Linked DNA regions of Mus musculus: all the other regions are linked to region 4. Evidence: chromatin contacts called from public promoter capture Hi-C data. All regions are on one chromosome and are shown on one strand. The core of a region is the stretch at or near the end of the contact, and the rest is flanking DNA. Distances in the headings are between cores, read along the strand shown.

Evidence for each region. Capture Hi-C pulls out chosen DNA fragments and counts their contacts.
Region 1: a contact with region 4 is called in a promoter capture Hi-C map of liver. The contact joins two enhancer-like sites. A contact is called at or near these places in 3 of 39 promoter capture datasets (the 3T3-L1 cell line and liver), 2 of 484 Hi-C or Micro-C datasets (the G1E-ER4 cell line and cerebellar granule neurons), 1 of 115 datasets of contacts at active chromatin or transcription factors (bone marrow-derived macrophages) and 4 of 9 other capture datasets (adipose tissue, embryonic stem cells, liver and 1 more).
Region 2: a contact with region 4 is called in a promoter capture Hi-C map of liver. The contact joins two enhancer-like sites. A contact is called at or near these places in 3 of 39 promoter capture datasets (the 3T3-L1 cell line, the C10 cell line and pre-B cells), 1 of 484 Hi-C or Micro-C datasets (CD4 T cells), 5 of 115 datasets of contacts at active chromatin or transcription factors (double positive thymocytes, embryonic basal ganglia, large pre-B cells and 2 more) and 2 of 9 other capture datasets (adipose tissue and liver).
Region 3: a promoter capture Hi-C map of liver shows a contact between it and region 4. The contact joins two enhancer-like sites. A contact is called at or near these places in 1 of 39 promoter capture datasets (cranial neural crest), 3 of 115 datasets of contacts at active chromatin or transcription factors (the 230-238 cell line, bone marrow-derived macrophages and large pre-B cells) and 2 of 9 other capture datasets (adipose tissue and liver).

Annotation. Positions count from the first base shown.
Region 1 is chr15:27,443,631-27,446,330 of GRCm38.p6, forward strand. No RefSeq gene overlaps it. Among named protein-coding and RNA genes, the nearest start is that of Gm36899, 18 kb to the right of the region's middle. Within about 2 kb of position 1,346, at least 9 of the 459 cell types and tissues checked have an H3K27ac peak or open chromatin away from gene starts, as enhancers often do. A contact at or near this core is called in liver, where this site is marked.
Region 2 is chr15:27,821,026-27,823,725 of GRCm38.p6, forward strand. It overlaps Trio (triple functional domain (PTPRF interacting)), which reads right to left. Exons shown (of 57, transcript NM_001081302.1): 31 at 315-416. Among named protein-coding and RNA genes, the nearest start is that of Otulinl, 140 kb to the left of the region's middle. Within about 2 kb of position 1,251, at least 56 of the 459 cell types and tissues checked have an H3K27ac peak or open chromatin away from gene starts, as enhancers often do. A contact at or near this core is called in liver, where this site is marked.
Region 3 is chr15:27,783,995-27,786,787 of GRCm38.p6, forward strand. All of the region lies in intron 34 of Trio (triple functional domain (PTPRF interacting)), which reads right to left. Among named protein-coding and RNA genes, the nearest start is that of Otulinl, 100 kb to the left of the region's middle. Within about 2 kb of position 1,492, at least 169 of the 459 cell types and tissues checked have an H3K27ac peak or open chromatin away from gene starts, as enhancers often do. A contact at or near this core is called in bone marrow-derived macrophages and liver, where this site is marked.
Region 4 is chr15:27,611,593-27,614,304 of GRCm38.p6, forward strand. Otulin (OTU deubiquitinase with linear linkage specificity) reads right to left here. Exons shown (of 7, transcript NM_001013792.2): 5 at 1-45. Among named protein-coding and RNA genes, the nearest start is that of Otulin, 18 kb to the right of the region's middle. Within about 2 kb of position 1,414, at least 36 of the 459 cell types and tissues checked have an H3K27ac peak or open chromatin away from gene starts, as enhancers often do. A contact at or near this core is called in bone marrow-derived macrophages and liver, where this site is marked.

The sequences.
Region 1 (2,700 bases), core at 96-2,595, 170 kb before region 4:
CACCTGTTATCCCAGTGCTGGGGAGGGGCGATAGGAGGGTCCTGGAGACCGCTGAGCAGCTAGTCTTGAGGAGTTGGTGAACTTAAGGTTCAATGAGCTCAAAAGCAAGGTCAGAGAAGTTAAGAGCACTTCTTGAGGAGGGCCTAGGTTCAGCTCCCAGCACCCATGACAGCTCACAAGCTCTTGTAACTCCAGTTCCAAAGGATCTGATTGACTTCCATGGAATTCTGCATATATGTACCCTCAGACACACATATGTACACATAAAATAAAGAGATTTAAAAAAAAAATAAGAGGAAGAGTGATAAAGGGAGACACTCAAAAGTCCACTTCTGACCTTCACATGTGCTCATGCACACACACACACACTCACACACACCACACACACATACACACTCACACACCACACATACACACACTCACACACACCACACACACACACACATACACACTCATACATACCACATACATAGACATACATGTACCACACACACATACACACTCACACACCACACATACACACTCAAACCACACACACACACACACACACACACACGAATGGTCAAAGCTGAGCATGGAAGCTCACTCCTAAAATTTCAGCATACAGAAAGGTGAGGCAGGAGGTTTGCCATGAATTCAAAGCCAGCCTGGGCTATACAGTGAGTCCCAGGTGAGCCTTGGTGGTGAGATCCTTTCTCAACAACAGGAAAAAGAAGAAACATCATTTCAATGGGCACTGCTACTCTTTAATTCAAGACATGGGACTTCGGTCCCTGCGTGGCTTGGGGCAAGTCCCTTGATGTCTCTGTGCTCAGAGGCCACAGCTGCAGGATGAAGAGCCAACAACATTTGATCAGTTTTAAGATTCAATGAGAATCAGCAACAAGTTTTAGCTTCAATAAACCTGTAGTTTATTGCCAGGGCTGTTGCTTTATTGGTAGGCTGGCTACTAGAATGGTAATTTGTAACTTTAACCATCCCTGGGCAAGGTGTATGTGAGGGAGATTTTGTGAAACCCCCTATGACTGAGTTAAAGTCTCCATATTTTCCTTCAAAGAGTTCACAGCCACCAGGATGCCCCACTAAAAGAAAAGAAGGCCAAGGACAGAAAACCACCATTGTACGACAGACAGACTTCCCTGGAGGCCAATGAGTGGCAGAGGACTGACAATCCTGGAAAGGAAGGAAGCTAGGAGACACCTCACAGAGGTGAGGTCTCAGGGCTGTTGGGGAATATAAGGCCTGAGCAAAGAGATGGGCTAGGCTGTGACATGAGAACTAGACGGAGTGACAGCGACGTTTCTAGTCTGTGCAGGTTAAAGTCCGGCAGCCTGCACTCTCCCCATCAGTGGGTCAGCCTGGTTATTGATTGAAGAGCTGGCCTTCACGAGAGCAGTTGTTTCTCGTTGCTATTCCATCTGTTTGTTAGGGCAATCCTAGGAAAAATCTATTTAGTGCTGACCTTGATCTAAGGGAGCGGTGCTTCCTGCAGTGGGGGGGGGGGGGCGGGGGCAGTAGGGAAGGGAGGAGACACTGCAGCAGACAGCTCTCAGTAGATCCTGTACAGAGTTGTTACCATAGTGCATGGTTGACAGGGTCCTAGTTGAGTACTTGAAGCTCTGATTGTTAGGTCCCCCAATAAACACCATGGCATTGAAGTGAACTTGGGGGCAGTTACAGGGCTGATGGCAAGTCTATGTTTTAACCAGCTCCCCGGGGCAATGGTAAGAGAGCCCACTAAGATACAAGAAATACTCTCTTGGCCCAACTCTGTTAATAAAAGGCCAGTATACCAGAGGTGATGGGTTTCAAAACATGATGGCTTGAACTCAAAGCACCCACCCTAATTTGATCCCATTCCTTGCCCTATTACGTTACTTGCAAAAGAACCCACTGCCCTGCCAAGATATCGATATCCCCGGTAATCTATAGCCTCTGGGGTTCTCTCATTTTATAGGAGAGCTCAGGGACCTTAGATGGGTTGCCTGGATCAGTTAGGTTCAACTCCAGAGTTCCTTTATGATATCACAAAGCCCATCACCTGCCACAGCTGAGAAGAAGAACCGCATGAGACACTCAGATTCCTGGTTGGAAAGGACTGTTTCAGGCTCCAGGGACTTTTCATCCCCTTCCCCAGCTGCAACAACCCATTGAGTCCATAAATTCCACAGTAGGTCTACTCCTCCCAACCTTCAGTTATTTGTCTTTTAAATCCAGTTTTGCCAAGATCAGGGACCTTTACGTCATCACCTGGGGGCATCTTGTCCTATGGTTGGGAGCCTCTTCAGGCCACAGAGCTAAGTGGAGTTGTTGAGGCTGGGATCACAGAGGTTTCTGTGGGAACGGGCACCACACTACAATAGTAGAAGCATCTGGCTGTACATGGGCAGAGGGGACATTGACATTTGTCAGATCGTCCGGTCAATACGCTAGAGTCGTTATAGTCAGCACCTCGTGGTTTCCCAGTGACATTCCAATGCCAGATTATGCTTCAGATGTTCCACAAGAAGAGACTGAGGCTGGGCTGGGGGAAGTCCTCAAAACCGGTGGTTGGCAATCACTTCCCAGCTGTGAATGCCTGACCCTGAGCAACCTTCTCATAAGGTGGAGGCAAAGAATGAGTCGTATCAATCACAATCCTTCCACTGTTTCTGCAAGTCTCTCTAAATGTTTGTGATTCAGAATAAGTATGTGGACTCT
Region 2 (2,700 bases), core at 1-2,500, 210 kb after region 4:
AAACCATCTCTGGTATTTCCAGACAGACCAAGAAGACAGCATCTGAGTTTTCTAAAATATCGATGAGGTTATCGCATGAGACACCTTTAGAGTTCTTTGCAGTTCCTAGGAAGAGTCAGTATACTAAAAACAGTTTAAATTAAAAGTGAATGAGAGAGAGAGAGAGAGAGAGAGAGAGATTGATTTTTGGCTTCACCAATTCCATCAGAGAACAAAAAAGTCAAATAAAATGACCTGCAATCAGCAAGAAAAGCAGCTTACATCACCACAATAAACGTTCACACTGTAAGCCAATAAGCTGTAAATTGACGTACCTTAAGGACAATTTTATTATCTGAAGTTGGCGTCCTCCCCACCCACAGTGCAAATTTGCAAGGATCTCCTTCAACGTGTTCTGTGACACCCAACTCTGAGGTCTGCATAAAACACAATTAGATAATTAGACAACGGTACGATTTTGGTAGGAGTAGACATGGAAAGAGGACAGCCTCTGGTGGTTGGTGGCCATGTGAAACACTTAGTCCAGTGCTTCTTAATCTATGGATTACAACCACCCCCTTGGAGGTCAGATAACTCCTTCATAGGGGTCGCCTAAGAACACTGGAAAACAGATATTTACATTAAAATTCATAATAGTAGCAAAAATACAGCTATGAGGTAGCACCATGAATACTTTTGTGGTTGGGGTCACCACAGTGTGAGGAGCTGCACGAAAGGGTCGGGTCAGTAGAAGGTTGAGAGCCTTAGGAGGTAGGAGGAAAGCCGGGGTGGACACGCGCGGGACACACTGTTCCCACCCTGAGTACTTCTGGAGATTGCAATGCAGCTTCATCAGCAGGATGTGCTGAGGAAACAGCCCAACCTTAGACACAAGCACGGGCTTTTCCTAGTCCAGAGAGGCTCCCACAACAGACTCTGAGCATACCTTGACAGAGGGCAAAAGGGCTAAACTCTGACTTCATCTACATCCTTAACTTTTAGTATTTCATCATGAAAACCCTGCCTGTGGACATATCCACAACAGGGCATCCTCCCCCCATGATGGAATCCGCCCCATGCCTCTCCCTCCAGCAACGGAAGTGACTCACAGGTTGGAACTGCAGAGGCAGCCTTGGTAGGAATCTTATTTTTTTTAAAATATAAATTAAACTAAGATGTATCAGTTTTTAAAACACACAAGCTTGCCTCCAAGGTCAGATTAAAGCCAGCAGTAAAGTGGCTGCTGGCCAGGATGCACTTATTAATTTCCAGCTGGACAGTGACCTATCTGACGTAAGGCCACAGTGATCCAAATGATAATCACAACCAGGGGACCGGCCAAAGATGGTGGACTGAAAACCGTTACCAGGAATTTTCAGATTCCAGATTATTATTTAAAAAGTTTCTACGCTTGGGAGTCTCTATTCTTTGGAGAGTTTGATTGACACACAAAAATCCCCAAAATTTGTAACATTAAGTCACCTGACTATTAGATACCGAATAATATTTTAAAGAGAGCTGACAGAGAGAGATCTGTGTGGCACTCTGGTTCCTTTATGATGGTAAGCTTGCCTTTATGTTCACTGGTTCTCTCTGCCCAACTCTGCCCAGCAACCCAGTGCTGGCAGCCCTCTGAGCAATAGCCTTGAGAAAGGTCAAAGTGCAGGGGATAAGAGTTTGTCCTGGCTTGGCTTCCAGAAAGCAGGCATGGGCTGGACCCAGCCAGGGCTGGCTAATGAGGAATGGTAGCACAATAGTTCTGGGTGTGCGCCTCTCCCCAGAAACACAATGACGAGCCAAAATATATCGCTAGAACACTCCAAAGGCCTCTGCATGGGCAGGGCTGGGGAGTCTTTCAAATGCTATTTTTGATTACATATTTTTCTGTGATAATGCCATTTTGCTATTATCAAATTTTCAAAAATTTGTTCTTACATTTACTTTGCATAAATTAATTTCTAATGGAGAATAATTAAATCTTCGTTATTATGGATCTGTAGTGAGCGCAGCAAGTAAGGGAGCTTACATACGTTTTGATGTCTGTACTGGCTGGTTTTGTGTCAGCTTGACACAGGCTGGAGTTAGTTATCACAGAGAAAGGAGCTTCAGTTGAGGAAATGCCTCCATGAGCTCCAACTGTAAGGCATTTTCTCACTTAGTGATCAAGGGGGAAGGGCCCAGCCCATTGTGGGTGGTACCATCCTTGGGCTGGGAGTTCTGGGTTCTATAAGAAAAAAAACTGAGCAAGCCAGGGGAAGCAAGCCAGTAAGCAGCATCCCTCCATGGCCTCTGCATCAGCTCCTGTCTCCAAGTTCCTGCCCTGTGTGAGTTCCTGTCCTGACTTCCTTTGGTGATGAACAGCAATCTGGAAGTATAAGCTGAATAAACTCTTTCCTCCTCAATTTGCTTCTTGGTCATGATGTTTGTACAGGAATAGAAACCCTGACTAAGACAATGTTATGAATTAAAAAAATTAAATTGATATGAATCCTTGCTTAGGGTAGGACATCATCTATTTACACAGCAGCAGTTTTCAACCTGTGTGAGGGTTGCTCCTCCCACTGGGGTCACGTATTAGATATCCTGTATCTATATTTACATTATGATTCATAATAGTAGCAAAATTAGTTATGAAGTAGCAACAACAATGGTTCTATGTTTGGGGATCACCGCAGGAACTGTATTGGAGGGTCCCAGCATCAGGAAGGTAGAGAGCCACTG
Region 3 (2,793 bases), core at 242-2,741, 170 kb after region 4:
CTGGGCCCCGCCAGCTTAAGGAGACAGAAGAGAAAAGGAAGTGGCCTTAGAACTCCACCGAGTTGCGCGTCCCAGCTAACAGTTGTGAGTTCTTACTTTCACTACAGGAGTAGAGTTGACTACAAGGTGGCACGCAGAGGCGTTTTCAGCTGTGCTTCTGAGAATAAAAGGTGTCAATGAGGAAGACATGGACTTGCACACAGGATGCCTAGAGGAACACACATCCAGTCACTCAGGGCTCGATGTGAGGATGCTCAGCTGCTTCTATTCCCTGGGGGTTTTCCGGTTGTTATAGTTGGGCATCCTGAGCCAATCCTTCACATTCGCATGGTCTTAGGAGAGAACTGCAAGAAATTAACCGGAGCCTCCGGGCTGTGGCTGCCCAGTCCCCACCCCCATGCCTGCGGGCAGGAAGAGGAAATAGGGGCTCCCTGGACAGATTCCAGAGCTCATTGCTCCAAGCTCCCCGTGTTTATGGACTTGCTCACTCACCCCAGAGGCCAACCCCGAGCACCTGGAGGAAATTCTTCAGAATGAAAAGCCATAAATCTGTGTTCTCCTTACAAAGATAGACCAAAGAGAGATTGCAGCTCACCAGCAAGATGTCTGGAAAAGTCAATTCGGGGTGGCTAGGGCTCCCTGCAAGGAGAGTCCCATGGCTGATTACTAATATCTCAGGACTCTACATGTGCTGTAAAATCAGCTGTAACCTTAAATGTAATTTCACAGCATTTCTTTCCTGGATGTATTTTCCATCAAGCATGGAAAACCTTTTCCCACAAAAGTGAGAGAACAAAATAGTTTTATAAATGTATTTCGCTTAAAAAAATCAATAAACAAATTTCAATGAGAATTCTGAAGTGCTGGTGGGTGTATGGGAGGAGGGGGGAGGTGCCATGAACCACAGACCATGCTCTCACAAGGACATATATCCAAGGTCATGCGTAGAGTGAGGAGAGACAGAACACTGGTTCTGTTTTCCACAGAACTGGTCCCTGGGGCACTCATGCACGCACATGCACCATGCTGTAAACTTTGAATGAGTTGGTGGTATGTAAGTGGGAGAAAATTGGAGAGAGACTTTAGACTGCTCAATCGTTAATGTGAAACAGCCAGTCTGCATGGCTGAAACAATCCTCCGGCGACACTTTGGTATTTGTTTATTCACACTGAGCTGAATATCCTGTGTTTCCATCCTTTAGAACAGGTTCGAAAAGATTTGAAACCAAATTCAGTGCTTACTGTGTGGATCTGTTCACTGTTAGGAAGGACTCTTCCACAGTTTGATGCAGACTAAGAGATATGCAGAGTGCTGGGCTGGGTCCCAAAGGGAGTAGCTAACTCAGAACGAGCCTGAGCCGCCTCAACAGCCACCATCTTATTGATACAAGACTTGCTGGAGTTACCAAGGGTTTATTTAAGACAGTGTATAGGAAAACCCCAGCACAGCGGAGTGGAAGTGAGGCAGGAAGTCCCTCCCCTTGCCAGGAAACTCTTCACGGTTCATAGCTACAGGAAAGTCTGTTTTCTTCAGTGGTGTGATACTGGGCATATCAATCACACAGACATGGGTTTTTGTTTTTGAGAGAAAGAACATGAAGCTGGGTGGGTATGGAGATCTGGGAGGAGCTGGGGGAGGGAGAGAAATATGACCAACATAATGTCGTATGAAATTCTCAAAGGAAAAAGTAAACATTAAGAAAAAAACAGCAATAGAAGCTAAGTAGCCCAGGCTGGCACGGAACCAGAGTCCTGTCTCAGCCTCACTTGACCTCTCCTTATTGCATTCCCTGATAACTGTTTACATTCTCCTGCTAGAGCTGTGTAAGGTTCCACACTGCAGCAGCAGCAGTGAGATCCGCCCCTGTGGACAGGAGCCAAGCCCAACCGATCGGCTCCCTGTAGCACCGTGCTATCCCATTCACTTTCCTCAAAGCGCAATGCCCAGATATTTGCCCGTGTATAAAATGGTACTCTTGACAGGCATAAAAAAAATCTGCTTTAAAATGTATTTCCTGGCTAGGAGTCCGAATCCATTTTTCTGCTCAAGCCTGATGGATACTTGATCTCCTGTAATCAATGCAGAGGAAGAACCAGTGGATATTAAAATATCATCCTGATATCATGCTGGGAAAGGCATCTGGAGTTCCTGTCCTGAGTGATGTGGGAGGGACAAACTGGACTTCCATCGTTTTTTATCCACCCTTTAACGTGAAATAGTATTTTATTTTCTTTCAGAATCTACGTCAACTTAGTGCTGACTTTGAGACTATCTCTTAAAACTTCTTAGTAATTTAACAATTATCAAAATAATAATGTGTGCAGGGAATAATAGCACAATCACCCTTCATTATGAAGTAAGAAGTCTAGTAATTTCCTGTAGTAAGAATTCTTAAAGGACTAAATATTCTAGGACTCAAAGGTCCCTCTATAGGAAGAGGCTGCTCTGCCTCAAGATCCAAGTCTTGTTCTCAGCTGCTCGCTGAACCGCCTGGGGCGCTCAGGGTTGCCAGGAGGGAGGGATGCTGCACCGGTCGGTGCTCCTGCTTTGCAGTCGAGGATGACCAAGTTCATGGAGATGAGGTAATCTCCATGGCACAGGGGCCAGGGCTCCCTAGTGGTCCAGACTCTGCATCAGACTTTGACATTACCAATTGTTTTTTTCTGCATCAGTTATTTTTAATCAAGTGAGCTCATGCCTCATCTACGTGCATCTTCCCGCCACAGGAACGCCACTGCCCAGTGTCCCGAATGGGCAGATCAAGGTCACAAGCCTTCCCAAAGTGAGGGCGT
Region 4 (2,712 bases), core at 164-2,663:
CCACTGCTTGATCCAGGTATACTTGTTTATCAGCTTCTCTGGTAACTGGAATATCAAGAAACAGAGATAAAGAAGTGTCAGTGTTGCCAGATAGCTGAGACAACCGAAAAGGAAGACACCACAAAGCCTTCATACAAAACCTACCTTATTTCAAAAATTAATTCCTGCGAGAGGATCATATGGGTTGAGGATGGAGAATCTGAATATGGAAGTCACAATCTCAAAGCATAGCCACAGAGAAGGCTGCAAGGTTAAATGCTGTTGGTTCAAATCTACAGGAGTCCAGCCTGCAGAACTAACACAGGCAAGGACAGGCAAGGCGCAGATCTGAGGCTAAGCTAAGGAAGAATCCACACTGGGTCTTCACAGCGGTCCTCACTGCCTGTGGCTGCTGGGGACTACGGCAACCTTACCATACATTACATGGCTCAGCAAGGTGACTGCAGGCACGGAAGGTCCACGGTAGAGTCAAAGGCTGCTGCTCTTCCTGACAGTGAAGCCTAACTCCTGACAACCTTCCCACACATCCTTAATCCACAGCACAAGATGGGGAAGAGGAATGAGGCCCACAGCAGCGGGAGGGTGGGAGCAGCACCTTTCTAATGAGAGCCACAGGCAACTACTATGGCCCTCACGTCCTGTTCCTGTTCCTGGACTATTTCATTTGTCCCTACACAGCATTAGAATCTGGAATCTGAAGGCCACAATTCAAGCCATGACAGCATGAGAAACTCTATCTTCTCAAGAGTCCTGGGTGTGTCAGGATGAAAACCATAGACTACACTGCTAAGATTTCACCTGAGGTCCACTGAGATGGTTCCGCAACAGAGGTACACACAGACACACACACACACAGACACACACACACACAGACACACACACACACACACAGAGACACAGACACACACACACACACACACACGTACATGAAGGAAGGAAGGAAGGAAGGAAGGAAGGAAGGAAGGAAGGAAGGAAGGGAGGGAGGGAGGGAGGAACAAATAAATAAATAGGGGTAACTGGCACTATAAAAGAGAGATTTCATCCCTGGAGTCAGAATGTCCTATCCTAACACCGTGTGCTGAACTTGCTTAACAGTAATAGGCAGTTCAGAACAGAGCATGCTCAGTTCCACTAGAACCTAAGCCTCTGAGACGCCTTCATAAACAATAATTCTGATTGTGCTTTCTCAGTCTACGGCAATCATATGTAACTAAGATGACTTGTCTCTACAAAACTCAAAATCACAGTGACAGTGCTCTGTGTCAGTCAAGCGGAAAAGCCATCTAGTCATCGTATTGTACTGTGATAAATGACCTTTCACCTAAAGCTGCAACAGCCCCACTGTTCCCACAAGCCCTGCACTTGTGAGACATGCACAGGCAGTTTAATTAGTCTCAGACTTATCACCAGAACCTCATGTGCCCTCAAGTGGCAGCAACATGAAATTACACCCTGGCTCCAAGAAGTACAACTCAAGAGAAAATACTCCTCCAAAGCTATAAGGTCTGAGAGGAGGCAGGTGGCAGCCCGGGAAGAGCTGTGGCTCTGTAGCACTGGACAGTAACCTAAGGAGCAAGTACAACAGGCAACTCAGTTACTTTTGGTAGAAACAAGTTAGTTTGCTCATCTCAGTCACTCATTGGTCAGTCTGTTGATTAAGTGATTATCCAGGTCCAGCGTGGAAATCTTAGAAAAAAGTTAAAAAAAATGAGACTTAGAAAAGAAACCAAGTTAGAGGACCAACAAGACAGCTCTGTGGAGAAAGCACTGACCATGTAAACCTGCTGTCCAGAGTTCAATCCCAGGAGCCCACGTAAGCACAGATGGTGAGTAAACTCCACAATGCTGTCCTCAGACCTCTCCGTACACTCACTGTGGCAGGCAGGCAGACACACACACACACACACACACACATGCTCACTCACATACACACACACACTCACGCTCACTCACACACACACACTCACATACATACACACACACATGCTCACTCACACACACACACTCTCAGTCACACACACACAGGCTCACTTACATACACACACAGGCTCACTCACACACACACACACACTCACACAGACACATGATAATAAAAGTTTAGAAGAACTATTAGGAAAGAACATGGAGTTGGACTTATTTATTCAGAAGTTAATACAACTTTAAATGCTCTCATGGGTCACACATGGGGTCCACATAAATCACTATTCCTTTCTAGTAGGCACACAAGTCTGCCTTCTTTTGGAGTAAGAGCAAGCAAGAAGCAGACCGTGCATTTGAAGTCAGCTTAGTCTCCAGAGCAAGTTCTAGAACAGCCAGGATTACAGAGAAAACTGTCTTGGAAAAAAGAAAACTAAAGATAGCAAGAGAAGAGGAGGAAGGAGACTGAAGCAAGAAATGACGATGGTAACGGTTAAGGATCACTCGGTAGCTTAAGCACATTATCTGTGACTGGCCTAGAGCCCAGCCTGTTTTCTCTAACAAATATCTATAATCTTGATAACATGGCAACTGCATGTATCAAAAGCATCAACCTCAAAATGAAGTCACAAGGAGCTTTCGGGTCATTCTGTAGTAAGTGCTGTCACAGGTCTTATCCATTCACAGATGTTTACAAATACAGTGCACTTAAGAACTAAAAAGCTCCTAATAGAAAGGATACTCCCTTTTCACAAGTGAGGGGCTGATCCAGCTTTGGCCAGCTATGTCCAGGTT